2 separate regions of the Xenopus laevis genome follow, and region 1 is linked to region 2. A link is a contact called in public Hi-C data. All regions are on one chromosome and are shown on one strand. Each heading gives the region's core, a stretch centred on a gene start, on an enhancer-like site or on the middle of the called end of the contact. The rest is flanking DNA. Distances are from core to core; before and after follow the strand shown. Region 1 overlaps maml2.S (mastermind-like protein 2). Region 2 has its middle 3.0 kb from the start of maml2.S.

Evidence for each region. Hi-C and Micro-C count contacts between places; a contact is called where the count stands out from the background.
Region 1: a Hi-C map of the XL177 cell line shows a contact between it and region 2, with 5 times the contacts expected there. The contact joins two enhancer-like sites. A contact is called at or near these places in 2 of 4 Hi-C or Micro-C datasets (the XL177 cell line and the XTC cell line).

The regions. Positions count from the first base shown.
Region 1 is chr2S:156,028,882-156,032,259 of Xenopus_laevis_v10.1, forward strand. All of the region lies in intron 3 of maml2.S (mastermind-like protein 2), which reads left to right. Among protein-coding and RNA genes, the nearest start is that of LOC121400710, 50 kb to the right of the region's middle. Within about 2 kb of position 1,435, at least 1 of the 7 cell types and tissues checked has an H3K27ac peak or open chromatin away from gene starts, as enhancers often do.
Region 2 is chr2S:155,929,502-155,932,749 of Xenopus_laevis_v10.1, forward strand. No RefSeq gene overlaps it. Among protein-coding and RNA genes, the nearest start is that of maml2.S, 3.0 kb to the right of the region's middle. Within about 2 kb of position 1,255, at least 1 of the 7 cell types and tissues checked has an H3K27ac peak or open chromatin away from gene starts, as enhancers often do.

The DNA.
Region 1 (3,378 bases), core at 185-2,684, 100 kb after region 2:
ACGGTTTTCCTTATTTGGAAAACCGGGCAGAAAGTTTTGACCCGAGCAACCCTACCAAAAACCGGGCTGTCCCTAGTGTGGTCACAAAATTTAATTTCAAGCTATTTTTTTATGTACTTCCACTAGGGAATAGTCCAAATTCTATTTGAATTAGAAAAAAAAACGGTGGACTTTGAAAAATCAAATTTTTGTAGAAAAAACTTTGAATCTAATTTGATCGAAAAAGATGTTACTTCGATTTGTACTATTTGATTTCGGATGAAAACCTACTATTCACCTGCAAAAAAAGTCTTTTGTTTTTTTTTTATAAATTTCGGTTGGTCTGTTTTTATCGAAATTCGACCCTTGATAAATCTGCCCCTATGTGTGCCCCTTCTATACTCAACAATAAAAATGGCATCTTGTGCAATGCTCAGTTGTCCTCATACAACATGACTTGGATCCACTGAGCGTAAATATGATATCCAGCGACATTCCTCACATTATCAAAATATGTGTTTTTTATGTTCCCCCTGGCATTTTCCAAACAGTGATTGTGTTCCCCTTAGCTGACCTTGTGTGTTTTTGCCTTGAAATATCTCTACCCACGCTGGAGCTCAGTTTTACATGCCTTTGGCATTTACCCAACACTATTCTCTCCAGTTTCCTCCCTTTTTGCAGTGAAAAAACAAATAGGGATGCACAGAATCCACTATTTTAGATTCGGCCGAACCCCTGAATCCTTCGAGAAAGATTTTGTGACAAAAAGTCAGTTTGGCCGGACAGAAGGATTCGGGTGAATCCGAATCCAGCTGAAAAAGACCGAATCCCGAACCGAATCCTGGATTCAGCCCTAAACACAAACGACCACGCCATATAACTTTATCTGTTGATGAGATGCTGCAGGAAAAAATATTAATCTGCTAATATGCTGTAGGCCTTAAATGTGCCAGCCCAAAGCAGCCAATCAGATCTCTGGCTAATTCTAGGAAGTCTGATCAATTGCTGATTGGTTGCTTTAACTGAGAGGTGGGGTCTAGCACATAGGGGGTAACTAGGATGAGAGCTTTACATTGCTAAGGAATTGGGAGCATAACTGAGTGGGCCAAAAGTCACCCCAACAAGTGGCTCATGAGTAACCTGTTGCTCCCCAACCCCTTGGATGTTGCTCCCAGTGGCCTCAAAGCAGGAGCTTATTTTTGAATTCCAGGTTTGGAGACAAGTTTTAGTTGCATAAAAACCAGTTGTCTCCTGTAGGCTGCCAGTCCACATATGAAATAGCCAATCACAGCCTTTATTTGGCATCCCCTGGAACCTTTTTGCATGCTTGTGTTGATCTTCAACTTTTATTTACATTTGAATGTGGCTCATGGGTAATAAAAATTAGGGTTCCCTGGACTAGGAATAGGCATTAGGGGCATTATGACCACTGCAGCAGGATCGGACTGGGCCGGCAGGACACTGGAAAAAAGCTCTTGCAGGCCCTGCTGGCCCAGAACTGCACCCTGCGCTGCTTCTTTTTGCCTCGACGGGTCCAAAGACACATTGAGCAGCACGGGGCCCCAGTCCGACCCTGCGCTGCAGTTTTCCAACACTGTGAAAATTGACTCCAGTCCAGATAAAAACTGCTGCTAAAAACTGCTTTCAGTTTCAGACTGCAGTGTCTGGGGCCCAGCTTGCCTGTCTGCACCACCACAAACCATCATCATTTTTAGTTTTCACACTTTGCCATACCCTCCCAACATTTTGGAAATAAAAAGAGGGACAAAAAAAGTCGCCGCGTGCATTGCCATGTTCATTTTACAAAATTTGGCAGGTTATGAAAGTTTGAACATATTTCTGTATTTTTTTTTTCCAGTTATTACAGTTTTGCTAATGAAAGTGAATTGCCCTTTAAGCTGTGAGTCTAACTTCTCCCAAGGGACCTGTTATCTTATATTGTAATATGTTACAATTATTTATTTGCTTATCTCAAAATTGTTACCAATGTATCTTATCTTATGTTCTGGGCTCTCTGCCAAAAGCCAATTAATTTAGAAACTTTGTTTCTTTTTCCTGCTGTTCAGTGCAGAGAAAATCTGGACTTTCCAGTACAAACGAGGGACTGCGGGTTGTGCTGTCAAAAGAGGGACTGACCCTCTAAAACGGGACAGTTGGGAGGTGTGCACTTTGCTCCACCATCAGCACTCAACGTGCAATGGACTAGATTTGGTATTTTTGAGGGTTGGACTCAGGGAGGCACATAGCACCCCCTCTCACCCTTACCTGTCATTTAGTTATGGGTGCAGCAGCGGGTGCAGGATACCAAGGAGCACTGTCCTTAAACCACTGGGTGGAGCAGAGAGCAGCAAAGTCCCTGGGAAAATGAGCGTTTAGAGGCAATTGTGTGCCCCTTAGTGCTCAAGCATTTGTGCCTGGGACATTAATAAACAACTTCTCTCTTCTTAGAATCACATTTAAAAACAGAATAGTTTTACTGTACATTTCCAGAAAGGTTAATCATTTATTATTGCTCACCCTGGTATTGAAATGTGATCCTTGACTTTAAGAGAAAAAGCTCCCACAGTTTGGAAACCTTCGCCCGGTTAGATCCCCACTGACCCCACTTTGCACTTAATAAGAGTAACAGTGGATTTGCAATGTGCTGACTCGGATACAGCGCAGCCCCTTACAGTAATATATCCTCCATTTAATATCCTTTATATAAGCATTACCTTCCTATTAAACAACATCAGTCATTTTATTGAACAAATTCCATCAGCTAATACCCTCGTAAACGTTACCAGCGCTGTTCCCACTTCCATAGAAGATTTCTGGTTCTCAAGTTCTCTTCTGATACAAGTTTGGATTCCACGTTTATAGAAAATAAGGTATGGGATCTGTTATCCGGAAATCCGTTATCCAGAAAGCTCCGAATTATAGAAAGGCCGTCTCCCATAGACTCCATTTTATCCAAATAATCCAAATTTTTAAAAAATTATTTACTTTTTCCCTGTAATAATAACAGTACCTTGTACAATTGGGTTTAAAGGGCATGTAAAGGCAAAAAAATAAAATCCCATTTTTACTTTCTTTAATGAAAAAGAAACCTACCTATAATATACTTTAATTAAAAAAATGTGTACAGTTTTTATAAGAAACCTGACTGTATGCAGTGAAATTCTCCCTTCATTTACTGCTGTGGATAGGAATTGTCAGACGGTCCCTAACTGCTGAGCAGGGAAACAATCATACTTATGAACAGCAGGGGGAGCCCCCGCCTTACTTCCCAGCCATGCAGAACTCAAGCAGCTTTGTTTATGACGATCCCTAAGCAGCCCAGACCACACTGAGCATGTGCACAGTCTTAGTCTTGCAAAGATGTTTAACAAAGTTACAAGATGGTGACCCCCTGTAGCC
Region 2 (3,248 bases), core at 5-2,504:
GCACCAGATTGCTGTCATATCATCCAAATTGGAGCATTAATTAGGAATTAAACAAAAAAAAGAGCTTATTGTGTTAGGCGAGCGGAATCCCGAGAGATGCACTAAGCCAACTGAACGACAGGGGAAGCCACAGGTTTAATATGGGCAGTCGGGAATTTCATTAAACACTGGTGGTAATTACAGTAAAGCATAGAAATAAAAGAAAGTAGTGCACTGCTCCTCCTGAAGCACATACTGTGGTGCCAATGGGGCAATAGCGCCCCTTTGCCCCCACTAGTTAGATAGTTACTAGTGCCTTTTGTCTTTTTTAATGTTTTTCTCAATCTAATGATGGCATGCTTGGCTTTCATTGTCAGCTATCTGGTACTCCTGTTGAGAGTTTACAGCAATCGCTTCCAATTGCAAATTACTTGCAAACTGCAAACCTTTTAATTGCTTAATTCTCAATAAAAATAAAAAAATAAACTAGGGAATTGCCAAATCCTGGCCAGGAAACACCTTAAAAAGTATATTATACTTCTCTTCCCCTTTAGACTGTAAGCTCTTTTGCTCAGGGCCTTCCTCGCCTTTTGTACCGGTATTGGAAGTATGTTCTATATATGTAACTCATGTGATTTCTTTGTATAAACACATTTATCTTACAGCGATGTGCAATATGTTGGCGCTCAAAAAATATCTGTTAATAAATAATTTTAATAATTGTCCGAAATTCAAGATAAAATACTAGGGATGCACCGAATCCAGGATTCGGTTCGGGATTCAGCCAGGATTCGGCTTTTTTCAGCAGGATTCGGCCGAATCCTTCTGCCGAGCCGAACCATAATTTGCATATGCAAATTAGGGGCGGGATGGAAATTGCATGACTTTTTGTCACAAAACAAGGAAGTAAAAAATGTTTCCCCTTCCCACGCCTAATTTGCATATGCAAATGAGGGTTCGGATTCGGTTCGGTATTCGGATGAATCCAAAATAGTGGATTCGGTGCATCCCTATAAAATACGCATTTTGTCTATTTGCTGGGAATATTTGGATCTTCCAATATCCTCAAAAGTTACAGCAATGATAGAAAATCCCAGCACTCTTAGCTGCAAGAGAGCAACAAAAGTATATAGTGTAATATTTAGTTCTTCAATTATACACCATATATGCAGGCCTGGATTTGAGGCCACAAAGGCCAGGGCTTAGGGCCGCAAATTATAAGGGGTGGCATGATGCCTGGCCAATTGCTGAGGAGCACAGGGGATGCGCAGCTCCTCAATGCTCCTGCGTGTGCGCTCGAGGGTGGCGGGCACTAGGACTGCGCGGCCCTGAAGCGCACACAAATCAAATGTGGCCCTGCATATATGTGTAAGACAACAGGTGCACAAAAATGATTCCCAGTTAATTCCTTTTATATTGTCAACTTTTTTTGATTTTGCTGCACGAGTGATTAGTAATCAGAATCACACTGCACTGTAGATGCCTAATCTCCAGCATACAGTATGAGCATGTTATGTGCGGATAAAGGGACAAGACGGCAATCCTTGTGACCCCTAGTTTTTATTAATTATAAGACGTAGCATCAGCTACGGAAATGAAATGCCATTGTTGAAACCAAACTTTCTGTAACAGCATGACTCAATACAAAAACTCCTTACCGCCTACCGTTGTGTCTGTCTCGGACTGGGACACCAGTGGCCCACCCAAAAACCTTACACCAAGGACCCACCAAGAAAATTTAGACCAGGGGCCCACTCTCAGTACTATTATTCTCCCTCTCCTCACTCAACCTCTATTCTCCTAGTCTCTTTAGTTATACATACTATAATCTATTATTCCATCTATTTAGCCTCTTTGCTCTATTTGGCCATGAAATAGGTCAAATGTTTAGGAGCACAAGGGCCCACTGACACCTGGGCCCACCGGGAGTTTTCCTGGTATCCCGGTGGGCCAGTCCGACACTGCGTTGTCCAAGCCACTTATACCCTTAATGGGACTGCACTAGGCAAATCCATTATGGAAAAGGACCTTGGAGTCCTTGTAGATGATAAACTTGTCTGTAGCAAGCAATGCCAGTCAGCAGCATCAAGGGCAAATAAGGTCTTGAGCTGTATTAAAAGGGGCATAGAGTCACGGGAGGAGGGGTCATTCTTCCACTGTATAGAGCACTGGTAAGGCCCCATCTAGAATATGCCGTACAGTTTTGGTCTCCATCACTCAAACAGGACATTATTGTATTAGAGAGGGTACAGAGAAGGGCAACTAAGCTGGTAAAAGGTATTGAAAATCTTAGCTATGAGGAAAGACTGGCCAAATTGGGGATGTTCACGCTGGAGAAGTGGCGCTTAAGGGGTGATATGATAACTATGTATAAATATATAAGGGGATCATATAATAATCTCTCTAATGCTTTATTTACCAGTAGGTCTTTCCAGCTGACACAAGGTCACCCATTCCGATTAGAAGAAAGGAGGTTCCGCCTAAATATTGGGAAGGGGTTTGTTACAGTGAGAGCTGTGAAGATGTGGAATTGTCTCCCTGAATCAGTGGTACAGGCTGATACATTAGATAGCTTTAAGAAGGGGTTGGATGGTGTTTAGCAAGTGAGGGAATACAGGGTTATGGGAAATAGCTCATAGTCCAAGTTGATCCAGGGACTAGTCCGATTGCTATTTTGGAGTCAGGAAGGAATTTTTCCCCCTCTAAGGCAAATTGGAGAGGCTTCAGATGGGTTTTTTGCCTTCCTCTGGATCAACTGGCAGATAGGTAGTTAATAAAAAAAAAAAAAAGGTTGAACTCGATGGACATGTGTCTTTTTTCAACCTTACTTACTATGTTGTGTTGTGTTGTATTTTCTTGAACAAGATTAAATATTTTGTTTTAAATACTGTTTTACAAGGATCGGTAACAATTCAATACAGGTATAGGATCGGTTATCCGGAAACCTTTTATCCTGAAAGTTTCAAATTAAGGGAAGGCCATCTCCCATAGAGTCCATTTTAATCAAATAATTCTAATCAAATTAATCTACATCCATAAAAGCATTGTTAGCATTCTGTTCCATGGAAAATATTATATTGATTTATGAGATCATTTTTATTGCTGTATTCAACAAACAACTATTCCTTATGTAACCTTAACACAATAAATATCTGAAAAGCATGAAATAGAAGGGTAATTTAATCAAACTGTTTGTTGACAGTGTCTTGAGATCTTCTGATCTATAATAATAAAACAGTAACTTGTACTTGATCCCAACTAAGATATAA